2 separate regions of the Arachis hypogaea genome follow, and region 1 is linked to region 2. Evidence: chromatin contacts called from public Hi-C data. All regions are on one chromosome and are shown on one strand. The core of a region is the stretch at or near the end of the contact, and the rest is flanking DNA. Distances in the headings are between cores, read along the strand shown. Region 1 holds the start of LOC112754345 (cysteine proteinase 15A). Region 2 overlaps LOC112754334 (protein ACCUMULATION AND REPLICATION OF CHLOROPLASTS 6, chloroplastic).

Evidence for each region. A called contact is a pair of places that touch in the nucleus more often than the background predicts.
Region 1: a contact with region 2 is called in a Hi-C map of leaf, with 2.7 times the contacts expected there. The contact joins the promoter of LOC112754345 here to the enhancer-like site in region 2. A contact is called at or near these places in 3 of 8 Hi-C or Micro-C datasets (leaf and an unstated tissue).

The regions. Positions count from the first base shown.
Region 1 is chr16:967,116-974,113 of arahy.Tifrunner.gnm2.J5K5, forward strand. LOC112754345 (cysteine proteinase 15A) reads right to left here and starts at 1,540. Exons shown (of 5, transcript XM_025801957.2): 1 at 1,113-1,540; 2 at 638-866; 3 at 1-120. The coding sequence starts at 1,318.
Region 2 is chr16:908,580-915,644 of arahy.Tifrunner.gnm2.J5K5, forward strand. It overlaps LOC112754334 (protein ACCUMULATION AND REPLICATION OF CHLOROPLASTS 6, chloroplastic), which reads left to right. Exons shown (of 6, transcript XM_025801949.3): 3 at 314-574; 4 at 684-1,635; 5 at 1,813-1,949; 6 at 2,177-2,609. The coding sequence ends at 2,467. Among protein-coding and RNA genes, the nearest start is that of TRNAE-CUC, 5.1 kb to the left of the region's middle. Within about 2 kb of position 3,477, at least 1 of the 3 cell types and tissues checked has open chromatin away from gene starts, as enhancers often do.

The sequences.
Region 1 (6,998 bases), core at 290-2,789, 57 kb after region 2:
CACATGGTCACAGTCTACAAGCTGTTGCTCACTAAGGCTGACAAGCTCTCCGGTGGACAGATAATGAGCTCCTTCCAAAGCTCCAGTCGTGCTAAACGACCAACATGAACCACAAGAGCCCTGAAAACACCATCATCAATAAGAGTTAGCCGAGCAGGGGTCATCAATCAAGAGAAAATTACCAACACCAACATGGACCACAAACTTTTGTTACCTAGCTAGTCATGTTTTCAGTCCAGTACACATATGCTTTTACTAAGAGATTCAGAAAAATTTAACATAAAAATAAAACTTAGGTTAAATTAGCATGATCAAATATTTTTGGAAGTGCTTAACTGAAAATACCTCCAACTTGACATTTTGAGTTAATACTTAATACTTGAAAATTAGACTTAACCAACCTATATACTTCAAATAAACTTTATCAGTAAACTAAATAATAATAATAATAATAATAATAATAATAATAATAATAATAATATACTAAGAGTTATTTATTATTTTTGGCCATTAAGTTAATTTTTTTAGTCTAATAATCTAACAACTAATTTTATCTCATTTTTTTAAATATTAATAACTATTAGAGACTAAAAATAATAAATTTTAATAGCTCAATAATAATAATAATAATACGTACCTGGTTCTTGACTGGAGTAACAGCTCCCTTGTCACGCCAATCGAAATTCTCTGGAAGATCGCTCGTCGGCAGGATTGGAGCCTTGTTAGCGCTCGACGGAAGCCGCAGCGGCTTCAACCCAAGGTACTGCCTCTTGAACTCCTCCGGCGTCAGATCGGAGAATTTCGTGACACCGTGCTCCGCCGACGGATCCAGCTTCGCGTGCAGCTTCGCCCTCCTCAGGTTCGCCCTACATCGCACCGATCAAACAAAACCAGTTACAGTGACAACTCTCAACTAACAATACCAGAAAAATAACCGTCATCTGACGAACTATATTCATTCAGTCACGTGCTATAATAAGAAACATAAACATGTAAGCTTATTCGCCAGATCTACGATATAAAGCATCGATTTATTCTCTAACAAACTAAACAGAAGTTTGTTACTGAATTAAGTCACGTGCTTAATAACAGTAGAGATTGGAGTAACTAACTGGAAGACGCCAAAGCGGTAATCGTGCTCTTCTTGAGTGGCATAAGACTTTCCGAACTTAGTCTTGAAGGTTGTGAAGTGGTGCTCGGCGTTGAGCATGTGATGGTCTCCATCGGTTACTTGACGGATCAAGGGATCCGCTTGGTCGTCGACGGCGGTTGCGACGGCGGCGACGAGGAGGAGGAGGAGGAGGGAGAGGCGAGCCATTGTTTGGTCAATGGAGATGAGAGTGGATTGAAGATATTTTTGGAATCCGTGGGGGAATTTAATTAGGGGTTGGGTGATGTTAGGTTGGGACACGTGGAGATATGTTATTGGTCGGTCGCTTTCTGCTCCATTGTGAGTTCAGTCCTCACATGATCACTGCCACGTGGCTCTTCTTTGTTCATCCATTCTTTCTGTGCAAAGGTGTCATCTTTGGGTTTTGATATTTTCCAATTCATAATGTCATTTTAATTATATTAAATGCAATATAGACTAGAGTAACTTTATAATCAACTAATTTCTTTTAATTTTAGCATCTTTAAATTTTCATGTAATTATGGTGTAATAATTAATTTTTTTCATTCCTTAAATATCTATAAACATCAATATATGGATATAAGATTAGATCCTCTTCTCTAGATAATAATTAAACTTGTTTTATTTTATTATTAGAATTAGATAGATTTATATCTCCTAATACTCATAATACATAACAACTTTATTAAATTCTGGACAGCATGTAATTAGAAAAAAAAATGAATAATTCTACATCATTGGATGAAATCTCACACCATTAAAAATATCATTAATAGCTATTTGATGGCTACAAATCACAAAAGTTGCTCGTCCTCTAACACTCCTCATATATAAATATACCGTCTCATGTTTATTGTTTATATTTCTCATCATATTATTTTTATGAATAAGTATACGAAATTAATTTTTAATTAATTAATATTAGTAATGTTTTATTGTCAAAATACCTTTCTTAATTTTTTTTTTTGAAAAAAAAATATTTGGGGTTTAATATTTAAAATTTTATATGTAAATGTAATTTTAAAAGGTAGTCTATTTATATTGACTAAAAATAATTTCGGTTTGCTAATGAAACTCTATTTTTAATTATATTGCTTACTGCCTCTCATTTGAATATATTATTATCAATTTAAACAAAAGCAATACATTGAAAATCAATATTGATAATGAACTTTAATTATTGCACTAATAATATAAAAGTTTTATATATTGTCGTTCCATTAAATCTTATTATTTGGTACTATATTTAAATAATAACTATAAAAATATATAATTAACTCTCTATATTCATCAATATAATGCGACAGTGGTATAGAAAAGTTATACTATAAGTTAAACACATAAGAAATTAAATTCTTAGTTTATAAGTAATTGTTTTGGTACAACAAAACTTTCGTCCTCACGTTGCACAAGTAAAGTGCCAAATGTAATTTAATATTGAGAAAGGAAAAAATATCTGCATTCTCCACTAATATTAATTTATTTATCCAAATCCTGATGTTCTATAACATTGCAAATTATAGGCGAATACTTTTTTTTTTGTATAATTATTATAAAATTGAGGTTTAAAGAGTGTTCATATTTGTATTAGTAAAGCAAAAGATCTCAAGGTTTAATTACGAATTACTAAAAATTTGATGCCACCATGTTTGATTAAAGGTAATTACTTTATTGGTTCCTATAGTTTTACGAAATTTTTAATTAGGTCCTTATATTTTTTTTCCTTTTAATTGAGTCATTGCACCAATTTTTTTTTAATTTGGTCCTTACGCTTTTTTTTTTCTTTTATTTAGGTTTCTATACCAATTTTTTTTTTCAGTTGAGTCCCTATAAAATTAAGTCAATTAATACTAAGAGGGACTTAATTGAAAAAAAAAATTAATACAGGGACCCAATTAAAAAAAAAATATAGGAACCTAATTGAAAATTTCACGAAATTATAAGGACTAACAGAATAATTTAACCTTAATTAAATTATATAAGCTTAATTGAGCTTAAATTGATGTTATATATATACATAATAAGTTAATAACAATCTTTTTCAATATACCGATATATATTACGTACGTTTTTGTATTGAAGCTAATAAGTTTAAGTTTAGATATCAAAAGTTCGTTCACTTATTGTATGTGTCTCTTTTGCATGAATTTCTATGCATTATTATTATGTTAATTTTTTTGCTACCAATTTGTCGTTGCATTTCATTATCTTTCAACGTCCTTTAATTTAATTAAATATTTCGATCCTAAAACCAAACCCTATTCAATGTTACGTTTCTAAGCTTCTTATCTTTTCTTAATATCTTTACTTTAAATGTCTTTATCAATCAATTTTTTAAAGCCACCTTTTCCACACGCAAGTTGCTTCATTTTATAATAATTCTTTGATTCTTTCCATAATCTTCCGCATAAAACAAGTAAATTTATAAATTCAACATAAAATACGTGCCATTAGCTTTGGAATCAAAGGATAGAGATGCTTTAATTTCAAAGAATTGGAGCTAATTTGATTCCAAATCCTGCTTTTTCTGTTTTTTCCAACTTCCATCAGTGACGATTGTTTTTTCTGTTAATTAATATATATATATTAATTAATATATATATATTAATTAACATACCCAAAAAAATTTGATATATTAAGGTTTGAGGTGTATGTGGGCTTAAATTATGAGAAGTATTTATGCTTTTAACTAAAAATACTAAATAGTATGTCTTTCTCCAAGAACCATGGTAAGATAGAAGAAAAGGAGGGGAAGGAAAAAGGATTATTTAATATTAAAAGATGGAAAATTTGTATATTAAACAAGGCTTGGCATGCCCCATGCCTCTGAATAATCAAATTTATCGGGTTTAAAATTTTAAATAAAAAAATAAAAATAAAAAAGGCATGGCAGTCCACGAGGACATATAAATAATTATGCTATTAAATTCTACATAAATATCATCGTTTTGAACCAATATTTAATCAGTAATAATTTACTCTCATATTTATAGAAATTTGTACAAAAAAATATAATTTATATTTATATTTATTAAAATTTGTACATATAAATTAATAAAATATATTTATTAAAAATAATTTAATATTTATATTAATCAAACAATGACGAGGCTAAAAATTGCTATCTCTAAGAATTTCTCTTAGTTTTTTTTTTTTTGGACAGGAGGAATTTTTCTTAGTTTAAAAGTCACATTCATCTTTTTTGTTTTTTTGGGATGATTTTCATTTTTCTGGATGTAGATTGGGCCGGACACCCGACCCAAATACCCAACCCAGATTCAAACTATTCTTCTATTGTCTCGCTCTCTGTCTTTCTAATTCTCTGAGGGCCCAAAATATTAAAATTTTTCGGTCCACAATTTAAGGGTATGGTCAATAAAGTGACTTTTTTCGTCTTTGTTTCTTTGTGTGTTATCTTTCAAAATTATATTTTAACTTATGAATTTTATACCACGACTAAACCCAAACTAATTTTAAAATTATATATATTTTTGGTCAAGAATTTAAATTATATTGACGAGAGATAGTTTCGGCCTTTTGGGTCTTACTAATTTTGTTTTATAGACTATGTCTAAACAAGCTTTCATGAACTATATCACCCAATGCTTTAACTGTAAAAAAGGGCCCAAAATAATTTTTTGTATACCTTGTGGCCTGACAATAAAGTGTTTGTCAGGCCTTTTTGAAAGGCCCAACCCATTACAGCCAAAAAAGCTTACGGAATGAGAAAAAGAATAAAATACATTTTTTATTATGAAAGATTTTGGGTAAAGTATACTTTTTATCCTTAAAGTTTGACAAAAATTCCAAAAATACTCTTAAGTTTTATTTTGTTTTAATTTTATCCAAGAAGTTTTCGATTTGTAGCAAATATACCCCTGACGACTAATTTTTAAAAAAATTTAAGACCAATTCAACAATAATTTCATAAAATCAACCTTTCAACACAAACAAATTAAGCATAATTTTCATGCATTATCGTTAAATTGATCTTAAATTTTTTGAAAATTTAGTCGTCGAGAATATATTTGATGCAAATCGAAAATTTTTGGGACAAAATTGAAACAAAATAAAAGTCAGGGGTATTTTTAAAACTTTTGACAAACTTTAGGGAAAAAAATATACTTTACCTTCGACAAAGATACTCAATGTAAAGCTAAGTGTGTTTCAATTTTCATATTATTCTGGAAAAAATGTTATATGTACTATTTTTATGTATAATTTTTTTTGCGTATTTTTCATTTTTATATTAAAAGCGATTAATAAGAAATAAGAGAAAATACAATATTTGTCTCTCATATCATAAAAAAATATATACAAAAGAAGGTACAGAAAAAATGACACAAATATATTTTTATTTTCGCAAATGAGTTGATATACCATCATTACGTGTGCAATTATGGGACAAAAATGTTATAATGGTATTGATAATTTTGGGGGCACTCATCATGTTCACAAACATAATACGTTTATATGAATGGAACGGTGGATAAGTCGTCATCAATTTAACTCATATCCACCCTTTATTAGGAACTATAATTTATTTCAATTATTATTTGCAATGAGCAACATGACATGATCTTTATTATTTTAGTTGTGCCTGCTCAGTAGAACAAAAATGAATATGACGAACATTGTAATAATTTAATTATATATACATGATTAGAAATTAATATGTGAAAGTTTATTAGGAAAGTATGACCAAAGTAACTTTGTATAAAATTAAAAATAATATAAAAATTAAATTAAAAAATAATATATAAAATTAAAAATAATATAAAAATTAAATTAAAAAATAAAAAATTTAATTATAAATTTAGTGAAACTATATACACCATTAAATTTTTAAAATATTAATAAATGATGTTTAGAAATAGTCCATCAAGTGGAATTTTGAATAATGTATGTGGACACATTGTTATTGTGAAATTTCCAACATGAATGGTCAGACACCGCCATGCGTCCAACACTTATAATCATGAACAAATAGGAATCTTCTTTGTCAACTTTGGAAGATTTTCACACCAACTTTTTCTTCCATGGACAAAAAGATTATTCTCAACACCATCTTCTCACTACAAAAAAAAAAAAAATAATAATAATAATAAAATAAAATAATCATCAATTTAGCGACCGATTTTTTTCTCAACTTTTTTTTAGTAAAATGATCAACATTAAGTTAATTGTAGACCTTGTCATTTTAATTTGGATACTTCTTCCACAAAATACTTTACTCCAATGAACATGTTGGATTGCAGAAATAGTAATCCTAATAAATGAATTATTAGAGATAAGGAGAGAGAGAGAATACATACGTTTATGTTAGAGATAGGCTTTAAGTATATTAGGTTTATGGTTTAGATTTTATATTTACATTTTGTTATTTAGTTACACTTGTGAGAGAGAATTGACTTTTAGTTAATTAATATTAGTTATTTTTTTATAATAACATTTTCAATTTTTATTTTTTAAAGAATTTAGGATTTAGATTTAAATTTTAAAAATTAAGACGTAGGTTTATTATTTAAAGTTTAAAATTTAAAAAAATTAGTTAATATTAGCTGAAAAATTAACTTTTTAATTGAATTTATATAATAAATTTTAATATAATTCATATTTAAATTCAACTAATTTTTCATTCAAAATTGTTGAAGGTGTAGTGAGAGTAGCAAGAGAATGTGCAGGTTCAGAGAAAAACAGAGAAGAGAAAGATGGAAACATGACTTGAATCAGAAAATGGCAAAACTCAACTAACTGTGAGACATAACAAGCCTTATATACAAGCATAGATATAATGAGTTAAGTTCAACTCATTTATTACGTTCACACACACACACTATACTATCATACACACGCATAACAGCTG
Region 2 (7,065 bases), core at 2,227-4,726:
AATATGATAGTTCCATGGCTATGGATGATGGTTTTTTTGTTTCTCGATTGCTGTATCTTAAAATTTGCCATTTTCCAAAGAATATTGGTTTCGGATGATTTGACTTTTTTTAAGTCAATGCTTCTAATTATATCAATAGGGATGTGTGGAATTTGGTTTGACACTGTGACAGGATTAATCATGACATTGCAAGCCACTGTATAGTTGTTATAATGTTCAATTAGGTTTTGTATAAACATTGATGGTTTAAAATTTGACACAATATAAAATACAGTTCTGATACAAAGTGCTCTCTGCGAACTTGATTATGTAGGAAGAAGGAGCAAGCAGCCTAGCACCAGATTTACAAGCACAAATCGATGAGACACTGGAGGAGATAACCCCACGTTGTGTTTTGGAACTTCTATCCTTGCCCCTTGATGAAGAACATCGAGCACGAAGGGATGAAGGTCTGCAGGGTGTCCGCAACATTTTGTGGGCTGTTGGAGGAGGTGGTGCGGCAGCAATTGCTGGGGGTTTCACACGTGAGGACTTCATGAATGAGGCTTTTTTACATATGACAGCAGTTGAACAGGTATTCTTGCATTGTCGTTTTGCATATTTTTCTGTAATTTTCTCTTCAGGTTTATTTTTGAAAATTTCCCCTCATCTTGTTTCCTTTTTACCTTCAATATTCTTTGAAGGTTGATCTTTTTGTGGCCACACCAAGTAATATACCAGCTGAAAGTTTTGAAGCGTATGGGGTGGCACTTGCGCTCGTTGCTCAAGCCTTTGTAGGTAAAAAGCCACATCTTATCCAAGATGCGGATAACTTATTCCAACAACTTCAACAAACAAAGGTAACAACTATGAGACATGCTGCCTCTATTAATGCTCCAAAGAGAGAGGTTGATTTTGCTTTAGAAAGGGGCCTCTGTGCATTGCTTGTTGGGGAGCTAGATCAGTGTCGATCATGGTTGGGACTAGACAGTGAGAGCTCTCCATATAGAAATTCATCCATTGTAGAATTTGTAATGGAAAATGCCAAGGGTGATGAAGACAGTGATCTTCCTGGACTCTGCAGATTGTTAGAGGCATGGTTGATGGAAGTAGTTTTTCCGAGATTCAGAGATACTAAAGAGATAACATTCAAGCTTGGAGATTACTATGATGACCCTACAGTGCTCAGGTATCTAGAGAGGCTGGAGAGTGTTGGGCATTCACCCTTGGCTGCTGCAGCAGCCATAGTGAAAATCGGAGCTGAGGCTACTGCTGTTATTGGTCATGTCAAGGATAGTGCAATGAATGCATTGAAGAAGGTGTTTCCTGTTGGTTATGAAGATAAAATTGTGAAAACTCAAGAGAATGACGGGAAGGAATATTTCAATCTTTCTGAAAGTGAGAATCTTTTAATTTCACCGGATCAAGATACTTCGACTGGTATTGAGGTTTCTGGAACAAGAAAATCTTCTGAGATAAGTGGTGATGAGATAATTACTGACAAAATTAAAGATGCAACTGTGAAGATCATGTGTGCTGGCGTTGTGATTGGCCTCGTGACTGTGGTTGGCTTGAAGTTTATACCTGCTAGGCATGGCTCACCCACCATACGCAAGACAACTGGTTCGGCACTGGCATCAGATACTGTCAACATAGGTATTACCTTTAGAGACACCCGCAATTAGGATCACAATTACAAATAGATTTCCATCATGAAATTTCTTATCATCTGAATGATTCAGTTACTGCTGATCAGAAATTTGATTTCAGAAGTTCATAGTTAACTTCTAGCAATTATTGCATGGTGCGTATAATACATATTCATCTGCACAGGTTCCTCGGGAGGCGAAGAATTAGAAGAGCAACTTCCGAAAATGGATGCAAGGGTTGCTGAAGCTGTGGTTCGCAATTGGCAGAACATCAAATCCCAAGCTTTTGGACCCGAACACTGCCTCGAAAAATTGCCAGAGGTAAAGAATTAATTTGGTCCTTATGAAAATGGAGGTGATAATCACAACTTTACAAAAACATGACCAATATGCTGAAAATCTTGTGATTTTGAGGAAGTGCTTTAAAAGAAGCTCATTGTAGACTAATGAATGCGATTTTATCCTAGACAACTTGAAATTCTACTGTGATTTCCTTAATTTTCATCTTCATATATGTCAAGTTTTGCTGAATTTAAGATATGCTATAGGTACTTGATCACGAGATGTTGAAGATATGGTCCGATCGGGCATCCGAGATTGCAGAGCGCGGTTGGTCCTATAACTACACGTTGGAGGACCTCAGCATCGATAGCGTGACTATATCCCAGAATGGGCGGCGTGCGGTGGTCGAGACAACTCTCAAAGAGTCAACCCACCTCAATGCTGTAAGTCATCCGCAGCACAATGCTTCAAGCAGCAAAACCTACACAACAAGATATGTGATGTCTTGTTCAGATTCAGGTTGGAAAATCGTTGAAGGAGCTGTTCTTGAGTCATAGTCATGTTTTGTAATATTGTTTGCACTTTTCGAGCACTCTTAATGTAGTTAACCTGTAAATACTCCATCTATGTGCTATCAGATTGTTCAATTAGCTGCAAAATGTTTGAAAATTTCATGCAGAAATAAATAATTTTTTATTATTTATTTTGTTTTTTTAAACATGTAATTTGGACTTTGATCTAAGCCATGTCCAAACAAAATATCAGGTATCGGTTAAATTTAACGAAAGGTGATAATAACTTAATAAGTGATAACTATTGCCTCAAGTTTGATTTTATTCTGTGCAGTATGATTTCTTAATCTAACAAATGAGTTAATTTACTTTTCTTAATAAAAAAATAAATAGGTGCACGGAGTGAATTAGGTATTTCATATGGCAAATATAAAGAGTTTTAATTTTAACAAACGTGATAATAAGATGGCTGCATTTATTTTTTCTCTCTTCTCTCCTCTCTTTTCTTCTTAATTTTTAAAAGGTATTATTTTTCTTTGATATAACAATTATAATTATTTTGGTCTCTAAATTTTCACCTGTTAATTAACTTGGTCCTTGAATTTTATAATTATCATTTATCAATACTTTATGGTATAGTAATAACGTGTTCCGACAATACCACCTGTAACAAAAAGATTTGTTGATGACCTGTCGTATTAATGACACGTGGCATGATAACTAATATTATAAGACGTAACACTAAAATCTACCGTTTCATCAACAATAATGTTAAAACATAATTTATAAAAGAGATTAATTTGATCCATCATTATAAAATTTATAGACCAAATTAATCCGTTTAAAAAATCCAGGAAACAAATTGATTGGTTTTCTTCAGCTATGATATTGCATGATAGTTGTACCAAAAGCTTCATTATGATAATGTGAAATATTATTCGTATCTACTACGTCTTTTGTTACATGTTGTTCTCTATCTCAAAGTCTTCTTAGGCTTAAAGGCCAAGCAATAGCAACTCATGCAAATTAAAGCAATTAAAGTGGGACCTATGTATCAATGAATGTATGATAATAATGTGCCAAGTTGATACGGTATCTTAGGGAGAAATTTTTATATGCTATATAGTATTCGAGCAAGATATTTTTCTTGCTACACACGCATCATTTATTATTTAAATTTGTCACTATAATTTTATTTGTGGACTAGTAAGAATAAAAGAGTACAATTATGATTAATGTTATAAATTTCTTAACCAGTAACTCCTATGAATCTGAAAGATAGAAATTAAATGGGAATACAATTAATAATCACATATATATGGAATAAATTATTATTTATTCACTTGAGATGATGCATTCATGGTTGAATTATTAATTTATGGACTAAAGTTTTTCTTATTTCGTGGAGAAGTTTTCATTGTACCAAAATGTTGACTATATATGGGAACTTTAATTATACTTTATCAAATCAACAAAGAATGAGAAAAAGAAAGTAACCTCCCTAAAAACGTTTAGATGCTCCCCTTATCATTTTCATTAGATCCTCCTTTGAACTCTTTTTCAACAATAATATTTCAAAAGTTTAATTGTGTGCTAATGAAAAGATCAATCTAGTACTACATTTTAGGTTTTATATTCTTTTTAATATAGTAATTATTATATAGTACTTTTAGTAAATATCAGCTCCTATAAAAAGCAGTTTTTTTTTTTTCTTGATAATATTTCACCAGAGACTACTCATGAAGCTAAGGCTGATATTTAATTACAAGTATACTCATTTTGTTTCTCAGTATATTATTAAGTTGAAAACCATTTTTTCACACTTAAATAGTGTGTAGATTATTTTATATAATTATCCATCTCACATTTTATTTAATAATAATAAAAAATATATTGACTTGGTATATAATAAAGAGTTATGTTAGGGAGACATTAACACAAAAGTTTTCTTATTTTCAGACTATAAATGCATTTAAAAAGTCAAAAAAAGATAAATTATGACTCTATATAGTAATTATTTTAGAGCATGCATTGTTAGTGGGGACACATAGGGGTTACCCTATCTATTGCTACAATAATTGTATGTGGGGGAACAAAGTGAACCCTAAGACATCTCAATTTTTTTTTTTAAATCTTTGTTATGACCTGTTTTGTTAAATTATTGTATGAATGTTAAATTTTTTTAGCTCTTATACATAAAAAGACTTGCAAATAACTTTTCAAGTGGCTTTTATATTATTAGTAGCAAAAGTTAATCTTATTATTAGAAATTATAAGAGTTAGTTACTTTACACCTATAAATATTACGAGGTTTTTAGTTTTAGATAATGTGAGGCTTTATACTTGTATATTTGTAAAATGTAGGTCTATTCTTTATTAGTTGCAACAACCATTTTTTTTAAATCAGTAGTGAATAACTCGATCTTTTTAAGGAATACATGGTACTAATATCAAGTGATTAAATTTAATTTCCTTTGATATCGTCATCAAAGACCAAAATCAACCAAAAAAATAGATTAGACGATAAACATAAATTAATAAACAAGTAAACAATACATAGAGAATTAAAATATTCCTCAAATATAACACGTTGAATTGAATTTTTTTTATTGTGTACTTTCATCACCTGTACTGCATAAGAAGCTAATGTACTCACTTTTCCCACTTTATCCATCTATAACAGCAACAACAACGTAATTCTATCACCAAATGTTTAGATTTTATAATAAAATTAAGAGGAACTCATATAATTAAACTTTATTATACAAAGATACACTCATTTTTATTTTAGCTTACTAACTTGAATTTAATTTATATAAATAACAAGGTGTTCTATTTGCAACTACTTAAGAAATTTACCACTTTTTTCAAAATGTCTTATAGATTTTGAATATATATAATCATGTGGGGACAGATATAATTAGTTTTTTGGTGGCGTAACCTATATACAACTGTGACAACTAGTAATAGTATCTATATATATGTGACATTTATCCTTTTTCTGTAGCATAGGAAAAATATGGAAGCCACGTTTAATAAGTATTTGATTCTCTTCTCAATGTTCATAATGTTAATTGTTAGGCTTAAAGGTGATGATCAAAGTCAAGGCAATGCCACATTGGTGACTCTCCCATTAAACCTACAAGGTAATAAAAGTAGTGAAGAAGCAAAGGGAAAACACAATAACGAAGTTGTGTTCAACTCAAGCAAAGGAGGAGGTGGTGGCGGCGGAGGTGGAGGGTTTAAATGGGGTTGGGGTGGCGGAGGCGGAGGAGGAGGAGGAGGTGGTGGTGGTGGTGGTGGTGGTGGAGGTGGCGGTGGTGGTGGATGGGGTTGGGGAGGAGGAGGGGGTGGTTGGTGGAAATGGGGTTGCAATGGAAGGGTTAGAGGGAGAAGGCATTATCACAAACACAAGAAGGGCAATAATTATAATAAGAATAATAAAGAAGATTACAAGATTGGGGAATATGCAGAATGCATGGCAACAACAAGATGCAAAGGAATGAGATTGGATTGTCCACTTCACTGTGGTGGATCATGTTTCTATGATTGTCACCATATGTGTAAGCCTCATTGTTGGAGACCTTAACATACATTGTTTTTCAAGGGAATTAGACATCATATTAAGAGGTTCAATTTTGGTCAATAAACCTAATTTAACAATCCAATCTTTTTTTTTTATTATTTTTTATTATTTTTTTGGCTTGCTCCACCTATCTATCATCACTTATGTTGTTATTTCTATTTTGCATGTGATTAAATATTTCGTTTTTCTTCATCAATGCATGTTTTTTTTATTGTAATGAAATAATGCTTGTTAATGATAATTAAGGAGCTCTTGTTGGCACACTTAGATTTCAATTGAGATATCAACTGTTAAATATGTTGATTAGCTTTTCGTTAATTTATTTATAGGAATTTCATTGACTAGTAAGACAATGATTAGATTAAACTTTTTCTATAAATGATTAATCCCTTGCACCATATTTGCCAGCTGGTTTTATACAGGTCGCTTATAATAGAATAAAATATGATTTTTTTTCTTAATGTTTTTAAATAAAATGATAAAAGTAATTATTAAGAATTTTGCTAGGTAAATAATGATTTTTGTAAACAATGTGAATAATGGGGAGTCTCTGCTTCCCGTCCCGTCCCCGTCCTGTTAACATCCCTACGTATAATAAGAATTAAATTTAATAATTAGAACATAATAATAAAATTAATTATACTTTTTAAAATATTATTAGGGATATGTATCAGATTAAATATTAAGAATAATTTTAAAAATTTTAAAAATATTAAGATTTAAAAATATATTTTATATTTAAAAAAATAAAATACAAAACATTCACAGACTTTATAGTTTATACAGTATATTTCTTATATATATTAGGGTTTTTATTTTTATATTTTTATAGATATTTCATATTTGGATTGAGTAGTACTGTTTGCCATGTGACTTTATTTTTTCAAAAATATGTTAAGAAAACATCCTTAGTAGATGCTATTTATATATTATTTGTAACAGGGTAAAATCTTATAATAGAAAAATGAGGACAGGTATTATTTCTGTGCATATAGTGGTACTGTTATTTTTGGACACGCACTTGGTGCTCATGTCGAAGACACTCATTCACTTAATT